Linked DNA regions of Salvelinus alpinus: region 1 is linked to region 2. The links are chromatin contacts, called in public Hi-C maps. All regions are on one chromosome and are shown on one strand. The core of a region is the stretch at or near the end of the contact, and the rest is flanking DNA. Distances in the headings are between cores, read along the strand shown. Region 1 holds the start of pebp1 (phosphatidylethanolamine binding protein 1). Region 2 holds the start of LOC139545005 (sin3 histone deacetylase corepressor complex component SDS3-like).

What was found. Hi-C and Micro-C count contacts between places; a contact is called where the count stands out from the background.
Region 1: a contact with region 2 is called in a Hi-C map of muscle, with 6 times the contacts expected there. The contact joins the promoter of pebp1 here to the promoter of LOC139545005 in region 2. A contact is called at or near these places in 2 of 3 Hi-C or Micro-C datasets (muscle and red muscle).

The regions. Positions count from the first base shown.
Region 1 is chr19:11,166,162-11,171,069 of SLU_Salpinus.1, reverse strand. It overlaps pebp1 (phosphatidylethanolamine binding protein 1), which reads left to right and starts at 3,065. Exons shown (of 4, transcript XM_071352347.1): 1 at 3,065-3,404. The coding sequence starts at 3,270. LOC139545020 (V-set and immunoglobulin domain-containing protein 10-like) reads right to left here and starts at 2,907. Exons shown (of 9, transcript XM_071352344.1): 1 at 2,771-2,907; 2 at 1,944-2,255; 3 at 1,185-1,490; 4 at 796-956; 5 at 542-692. The coding sequence starts at 2,142.
Region 2 is chr19:10,996,189-11,000,911 of SLU_Salpinus.1, reverse strand. LOC139545005 (sin3 histone deacetylase corepressor complex component SDS3-like) reads left to right here and starts at 3,010. Exons shown (of 11, transcript XM_071352311.1): 1 at 3,010-3,243. The coding sequence starts at 3,132.

The sequences.
Region 1 (4,908 bases), core at 1,816-4,315, 170 kb before region 2:
TGCACAACTGAAAGGAAAGGGGGATACCTAGTCAGTTGCACAACTGAAAGGGAAAGGGGGATACCTAGTCAGTTGTACAACTGAAAGAGAAAGGGGGATACCTAGTCAGTTGTACAACTGAAAGAGAAAGGGGGATACCTAGTCAGTTGTACAACTGAAAGGAAAGGGGGATACCTAGTCATTTGCACAACTGAAAGAGAAAGGGAGATACCTAGTCAGTTGCACAACTGAAAGGGGGATACCTAGTCAGTTGCACAACTGAAAGGGGGATACCTAGTCAGTTGCACAATTGAATGCAGAACTGATATTGACACGTTTCGATGCATCTATGTACAGTTGCAATATAGAAACCATAAAGCTGAATGCAAACAAAAGGCATATCAGATGTTGGCTGGGGTGCGTCCCAAATGCGTCCCAAATGGCACCCTATTGCCTATATAGTACACTTATTTACCTATGGGTCCTGTTCAAAAGTAGTGCACTATATAGGGAAGTGTTCCATTCAGGACGCACTCTACGTTTGCAGTCATCTCTCACTTACTCAGGGTGAAGGAGCAGAACTTCTCCTCTCCTGGACTGATCGTAGGGTGATGCCCATTACACTTCAGCATCTGCCCATCGAACAACAACGACCTGTTCAGATTCACCACCAGATTATCGGTCTCCTCCGACTCCATCAGTTGTCCAGCCACCTAAGAGAACCACAAAGGAAATAATTGAGGATAACACACACACACAAAAAAACGAACTTATTTTAAAAGCATGGTATCCAATTAAATTGTGTTTTAACCCCACCAAAACAAACACCTGCTTCCCATGGCACCCTGAGTTCTGATGCTTCTCCCCCCAGAATAACGTGGGAGAGGGGTAGCCTCCAAACCAGCTACAGCTGAACTGGACATGGGACGGATCCTTCCCTGCATTCCACACGCACTCTGGGTGCCTCTCTGGGGAATCTAAAGGAGAAAGATGGATGCTCTTTACAGTATAGAATTGATGAGGTATTTGGGTTATTACACAACAATAAGATATGTACACAAGTCATTTGAACAAGCACCACTGGCCACTGTATCTGATAGGTATCTATTAAGAGCTTCGGATATATACCGATATTCAAATTGTCACCAATCCCCGAGCAACCACTATCAGAGACCATTAAGTCTGTTTCCCTTATAGTCACCTACAGTATACAAGCAGCTCTGTGCTCCAGCCAGCAGCCTTCTGGGAGATTGAGTTCTGGGCTCTGCAGCTGTAGTTCCCCTGAGCTGTGGGCTGAACATCCTCTATCCTGAAGTCCAGCCATGACCCACTGCCCACCGCCAGAGAGTCGTTACTGGACGCCACACCCTGAAACCCCCAGGACAGGCTCTGGGAGGGGTAGGACAAGCTGGAGCAGTTGAATGACACCGTGGAACCCCTGACAACAAAGAGAGTTCCGTTGGAAAGAGGCGTGGCTGGCTGGATGTCTATGATGCTATTGTCAGGACCACCTGCAAGAAGTAAACATGAGATACTTTACAATAGTGTTGCCAAAGAAGGCAGACACTTTCCACTTGAAAACAGTCCTCACAGCATACAACAATCAAGCCTTGTTACAACCAAAGGCACCCATCTTTCATTATTGAGCAATGTGGACTGATTCCATAACATACACAACGTTTGTAAAAATATACAGTCCCATACCATCCATCCATCATATACTACATAATGGTCAAGGAACCCCTCTGATCATGATAGTTCAAATGCCTACAAGACACATAGGCTACTACAGCATGTGCTATGAAACCAGCCCCAGCACCAAATCATCCGGAATAACCAGTTTCAAGGCAATAATTGTTCAAAATAGTATCTAGGGCAACTGACCAAGATACCAGTACAGTATCTGCAAGTCATTATATGAAGGACATCAACACACATTGTTATGATAGAACACAGATACTTACTGACTATTTGCAATGTGAGACTTGTTTGAGTTTTGTTCTCATGGGGTAAAGAATCACAGAGATATGTCCCCTCATCTGATAGATTTACTCCGTTGATGTACAAGCTTTGATTGTACAGTATGGTCAGGTGCCCTTCACTTGAGGATATTGGAATTATAATGGAATGATTGCGTTCAATGGTAAACTGTCCATTCTTCATCCATCGCGTGAATGAGGGGGTCACATTGGTCGCAGTGTTCCAACACGGAAGTATAATATTCTCTCCCAGTGTTCCAGCTACAGCAGTTTCATCTGAGCGCCCATTTGCTGCAACTTTCATAAAAACAATGAGCACGATAATTTAAGACAAGAGACACGATTCAACAAATAGGCTATAAAAGTGAACAGTAGGCTACATAGATCAAAACGTCAGACCTAATATATAACTAATTTCACTGTATAGGCTAAAAACAATGGATTATGTTTCATAAACATGTCACAAGTGGACACTCACCGGTCTGATGCATGACCTGAAGAAAAATTGCAACTGCGAAGGCATTCATAATTATTCCTCCTACTGTATAGCATATATACTCTGATTTATAGTTAGACAAATGCTTTGGTTGCCAACCTCTGTCTGACTACCTGTTGTGCATGCGGTGACACCTCTACACCTGGTTTACATAACACTGGTTAGAGTAATTAATATAGGAATTATGAGCCACTATAATTCAATATTTTTCTTCTCCATGGAACTGCCACATGCTATAATTTTTCAGCCATTTGGCTACCTGGCTGTTTACTCGCGCGTGTTTATCCGGAAACTTCAAACCACACCCAACACTTACCTTCTTAAAGGTGCAGCAGGGGATTTCTAGTTTATTGACAGTTGATACCGCTGTCACCGCGCTGATCGACGAAGCGTGTTACCCAAGTTCACTGAGAAGGTGACAGACAGCCTATTATCTCTTTCTCTATAGTGATATCTAACTCAGGGAAAACTAACACAAAAGTGTCTGAAATGTAGGTAATTTATATATATATTTTTTTAATCTTAAAGACACAATGTAGCTTTATCAGCAAAACGTGACAATTCGAGTAGGAGTGGGCCTTGGTAATGAAAAGAACATTCTAGAAAGACAAATTCGGGTCATTGGGCAGTAAAGTGAGGGATTGACAGAACCTTAGGCCAATCACAAGTGCTAACTGTAGAGCTAGACGTACTGTGATTGGCCTAAACGCAATGCATAGTCCGGACTCCGGGCCCTGCCTGTGCCTGCCCCCTTGTGTTTTTGTGCAGTATAAGTCAAAGAAGGTCCTGTTTTCAGCTCTCCGGAATCAGTCAAAATGCCGGTAGATTTAAGCCAGTGGACAGGGAATCTTGCACTAACAGAGGTGGATGAGAAGCCTGCACAGACCCTCCATGTCAAGTATGGCTCTCTTGAAATCGACGAGTTGGGCAAAGTGCTCACGCCAACACAGGTACTGTCAAAGCTGAACGCTAACGACTTAACGAATATTTATTTTAGAACTAAACCAAGATAGACCATGCCTATCTTTTCCAACGGGACCAAACGAGTCAAAGTGGGCAGAACAAGCAAATAAACAAAAGGAATATTCAGAAATTAACATTGTGTAGCTGTGATAACTGCAGAAACTACAACGCCTTTTTGTTTGTGCCACACTCGTTTATTTTACAATTGTGTTCTGTGAGCAATGCCCTAGATTTGTTTATGCCGACTCCATTAAAAAGTCATCTCTATCCCCATGATCAGTCAACAAAACAACTAATCGTGTTTGGTTTATATTCTTTAGTTGCTGACCGTTCTCCAACACTGTGGTGTACACTGTAAGAATGAGTTACTCGCCGTTGCATCAGCGTTCATCTTTGACATAATAACTAACGAGTTAGCGGATCTTTTTTTAAATAACTAAACCAAGATAGACCATGCCTGTCGTTTCCAATGGGACCAAACGAGTCATAGTGGGCAGAACAAGGACGTGGGCAGAGCCAAACATGAGCTAGCGAGATCCTATTGGCGCGTTCCAGCCTGTATCTGCGCCGCCTATCTGAGATCCGCCTGTGCAATAACTGAATTCGCCTTTGCACTCCTAAAAGCGATTAGAAAATAAATATATCTCACACACAAATACTTTTGGAAAGGGTAAAGTCTACAAAACTTAGTCCACTCTGTTCATAACATATTATAGTTTTGGGGACAAATGTTTAATCGTTGAGAAAATGCGCAGAATGTCACCCAAAATCCATATCGTTCCATCTTCTCCGGCCAGTGTGCTTCTTCTCACTACATATTTGGTAGTGAGCGGAAACGCCAAGCGGATGCTTCACATTCAAACATCCGGTAAAATATCTCATTGTTCTATCTGTGGAGTTAGCTTGCATAGAGTCGAATATAATTCGGAGTTGTAGGGTTTACAGCACGTGCTCACGATTATGCTCAATAGATAGTAGTTGATTTGAAATAAGCTAATTTTAAAAATGTTATTGATTGCTAGCTAGCTAGAATTTGCATGACCAGGTTTATTTGCAAAAATGTGACAATGCACAAAACCGTGTCAGTGTGCAATAATGTTCCAGTCTTGCTTAGACTGCATGAGAGCTGGTCTGACCATACACTGACTGTCTGCACTGCAGAGATGAGGGTTGGGCAATGAATGTATGTCAATCAGCACTCTCTTAGTGCAGGATTTTTGACCTAACTCAAATTAACATAATTATCCACAGTTCAATCTAATATTCTTAATACATTAAACTGATTTATGTTGCTTATTGTTTGTTATACCAACTATACAAACCACAGTTAATATTTGTGGTAGCAACCATTCTGATTTATCAAATTTTATTGGTCACATACACATGGTTACCAGATGTTAATGTGAGTGTAGTGAAGTGCTTGTATTGTGATACCAACCTTGACTTGTGAAAGTATTTTTGGCTTGTAGGGTATTTGTTGTGATACCAACT
Region 2 (4,723 bases), core at 1,761-4,260:
CCTTACCGCCGACCCCGGACTCTGGCAGTTCCGGACAGGAGGGAGACTCTGGCAGCTCCGGGCAGGAGGGAGACTCTGGCTGCTCCGGACTAGAGGGCGTCGCTGGAGGCTCCGGACTAGAGGGCGACGCTGTTGGCTCCGGACTAGAGGGCGTCGCTGGAGGCTCCGGAGTAGAGGGCGTCGCTGGAGGCTCCGGACTAGAGGGTGACGCTGGAGGCTCCGGACTAGAAGGCGTTGCTGGAGGCTCCGGACTGACGTCCTTCGTTGGAGGCCTCGTGCCATAACTCCTCACTGGAGGTTTCGTGCCATGGATCCTCACTGGAGGCTTCGAGCCATGTATCCTCACTGGAGGCTTCGTGCCGTGGATCATCACCGGAGGCTTCGTGACGTGGATCATCACTGGAGGCTTCGTGCCGTGGATCATCACAGGAGGCTTCTTGCCATGGATCATCACTGGAGGCTTCTTGCCATGGATCATCACTGGAGGCTTCATGCCATGGATCATCACTGGAGGCTTCTTGCCATGGATCATCACTGGAGGCTTCGTGCCATGGATCATCACTGGAGGCTTCGTGCCATGGATCATCACTGGAGGCTTCGTGTCATGGATCATCACAGGAGGCTTCGTGCCATGGATCATCACTGGAGGCTTCGTGCCATGGATCATCACTGGAGGCTTCGTGCCATGGATCATCACTGGAGGCTTCTTGCCATGGATCATCACCGGAGGCTTCTTGCCATGGATCATCACAGGAGGCTTCGTGCCATGGATCATCACTGGAATGGAGAGACACACAGGAGGCCTGGCTCTGGGAGAAGGCACAGGACTCACCAGGCTGGGGAGACATGCAGGAGGGTTAGGGCTTAGCACAGGCAAAGAACTCACCAGGCTGGGGAGACATGCAGGAGGCCTTGTCCTTGGCCGAGGCACCGGATGCACTGGACCATGGAGGCGTACTGGCGGTCTCGAGCGCAGAGCTAGCACAACTCCTTCTGGCTGGATCCCCCCTGTAGCCCGGCAAGTGCGGGGAGTTGGAACAGGCCGCACTGGGCTGTGCTGGCAAACCGGGGACACCGTGCGTAGGACTGGTGCAGTATACCCCGGGCCGAGGAGACGCACGTGCGATGTAGCGCACCGGGCTATGCGTGCGCACTGGGGACACCGTGCGCTTCACCGCATAACACAGTGCCTGCCCAGTCACTCTCTCGCCACGGTAAGCACGGGGAGTTGGCTCAGGTCTCCTACCTGAGTCCGCCAATCTCCCCGTGTGCCACCCCCCCCCAAAAAAATCTGGGGCTGCCTCTCGTGCCCGTTACCTCGAGCCAATTCCTCGTAGTGTCGCCGCCCCGCTCTAGCTGCCTCCAGCTCCTCTTTCGGACGGCGATACTCCCCCGGCTGTGCCCAGGGTCCCTTGCCGTCCAAAATTTCCTCCCATGTCCAGGAGTCCATTTTCCCACGCTGCTTGGTCCTTTGGTGGGTGATTCTGTAACGAACGTCGTCGGGAGAAGGAGAAGAGGACCAAGAAGACTCAAGGCTGTAATTGCTGCCAAATGTGCTTTTCTTTTATTATAACCTTTATTTAACTAGGCAAGTCAGTTAAGAACAAATTCTTATTTACAATGACAGCCTACCCCAGCCAAACCCGGACAATTGGGCCAATTGTGCGCCGCCCTATGGGACTCCCAATCAGGGCCAGATGTGATACAGCCTGGATTCAAACCAGGGACTGTAGTGGCACCTCTTGCACTGAGATGCAGTGTCTTAGACCCTGAGATGCAGTGTCTTAGACCGCTGCACCAGCACTCGGGAGTGCTTCAACAAAGTACTGAGTAAAGGGTCTGAATACTCATGTAAATGTGATATTTCAGTTTTACATTAAAACAAATTCTTTTAAATCCAAAATGACAACCTGTTTTTGCTTTGTCATTATGGGGTATTGCGTGTAGATTTTTCAACCATTTTAGAATAAGGCTGTATCGTAAAAAAATTGAAAAAGTCAAGGGTTCTGAATACTTTCTGAAAGCACTGTACCATACTTTGTGCCTTATTGCTTAATCATAGCAGTCATACGAGTTAAATCGACATCCATTGATAGAAAAGTGTGTAAAGGCAAATTATTTTATTTTGCGACATATTGAAAAGCCTTTGCGTTATGACAGCTCGCAATAGTTTGCTTATACCGTCATTACAAATTACTACGATATTCCTTATTAATTGGCTCTAACGATATGGAAAATGGTTTATAGTATAAATATGGCAACTCATCTCTTGCTGTGGGAAAAAATATGGTCTTGTTTTCCGCGCTTTGGGCAGGTTTTTAGTGCTTTTTTTGTTGATAGACCTAGATTATCTGTTCAATATAATGGATATTCTGTGTTTGGGGTCCCTATGGTTTTGTCAAGGTAAATGTCGGTGTATGTGTGATGACCGCAAAAAACGAACAACCCTACTCGGCAACTATTTCGAATACCCAGGTTTAGGGATATTCATATTTTAGTGTCTATACAGTTATGTGAACGTGAGGGACGTAAATACTTTCAAGACACGCACTTTACCCCGATAGCCATTGTGTTATGATTGACCCAGCGCAGGGTCAATTCATAACAAAATCGCAAAGATCGGGGCTAGCAAATCAACATGTGGCAAATGTTGGCACTCGATGTAAACCGTTTGCTGCTGGGAATTAGCTGACTGGTCAAATAAGAAACGACGGTTTACTAATATGGAGTGAATGGATGGATGTCCGGCATGTGCAATTCTGTATAGCATTTAATTGCAAATTTATTTGATACAAATCGATGAAAATCTTTTGCTCTGCACAAGGGCTGACCTCGAAATGCCTAATTAGACTGCCCAAATATAGCGAAGATACTGGTAACTAACCCTGTTTCATGGAAAAAGGCTATTTAATTTATACTGTTACATTGGTATATGCATGACACAAAGATGTGATAAAATTACTCTTAAAAATAATCTCTACAGTTTTGTTTTCAATATTTTGGTCAGGCGCAATAACGGCCATCTTACTTATCATGGGGTCTTAACAGATGTAGGCGCTGTTTTGTTCTGAACTGCAAATTCCAAATCGATTGTTTATCTAACGTTTGTTTACATTTTTACTTGCCATCAAATGGCTTCTACTTTACTATCACCGATGGTAGATTATTACAATGATGAAGAAGAACTTGATAGTGTGGACGACGACGATGATCGAAGCTTCAGGGGAAGAGACTCGGAAGAAGGTAGGTTCGCCAATGTAGCACATTTGTTAGCTAGCTCTAACTCTTGTGATATTTGCTAATAAACGTTAACGTTAGTTTTCTCAAATAGTCTCCTAAAACTAGTGTGACCTTTGCACATTTTTATTTTATTTTTTAGAATGAACCCATCCCCATTGAACTGTAAAAATTGCGCTAGCTTGGGTAACTAACGCTAGCTAGCCATCGTTGAATTAACAACACAGGCTTCTATAATCCGTGGGGATCGTACACCACGACGCGGACGCTAGCTAGTTGTTCGCTAACGGGTTATTTAGCTGGAGTGTAATCATGAGTCCAAACAGTTAAAACGAGAGTTTCTATTGGGCAAATTCAGGTAGGTCCCTCCCCTTTTCGTTTTGGTGTAATGAATACGCCCCTGGCAAGCAAGCTACCTGTTAGTGTAGATGGGGGAGGAGTTCATATCTTTTTCAACTTTCATGTTTAGCGGTGAAGCCCGGCTTTACTTTTCTACAGCGAAACGTTGTCAAGTGGTGGACAGACAGCGCTAACGTAGTATATAGAAGAGAGAGCAAGTGGTCTTAGTAACCGTGCATTGGACTTGGAGTCTCGATTCTGGAGTTAAGTTCGTAACAGGCAGGCAGTCAATCTCAGTAAAACATTTCTAATCGTTGACAGGTGGCAAGAAAGACTCATTTGCTTTACCACCAATATGATTTCAGTGATTGGCCTTTTCTGACACCGTCTTGCCACTGTTGGTGTGAAGTATAAGAAACTATATTTGATTTTGTAATTTCAGCTCTCCTTACATGTCCAGTTAACTTTGAGGCCAGCCATTTCATTGGGTACGTGCGTAGATGCCGATGAAGGTGGTTGGTTGGGATAGCTAAATTAGTTAGGTTTTAAGGCCCACCAAAATCGGTCGGGCGCAGATGCAGGCTAATTCCAAATGTCACGTTGCATTTGTGCTGTTAACTTTGGGTATAGCTACAGATTAAGCAATGACCCTTACTCATGTTAACTATATTTGATGGAGAGTTGTGTTAGTATTGTCAATGCTAAGTCGGCCATTCACTGGTGTTGTAACTAGCTAGCAAGCGATAACGTTACGCCGCTAGCTAACGTTAGCTACCATCAGCTGACAGGTCACCGGCAAACCTGCTTTGGCTTTGCGCTGGCAAACTCAGTAGCTAGCGAGCTAGTCGGGTATCTAAAATAGGTACCTAACTACGTATTCTCATGCAGGCCACGCAGAGATTGCATCTATCTAACAAAATTTAAAACCAGTTCAATTGCCAAGTCTTGAATTAGCCGTTGCTAATAGCTAAATTGGCTAGCTTGACAAATCGCTCTCGTATTTGGCTTCATCAATTTGCTACGCGTTAGCAACGGGACAAATGTTAGGCACTCAATGTAAACCCTTTTGTTGAGAATTAGCTGGCTGATCAAATAAGAAACGACTGTTTACTAATCTGGAGTCACTGCCCGGTCTGTGCAATTATGT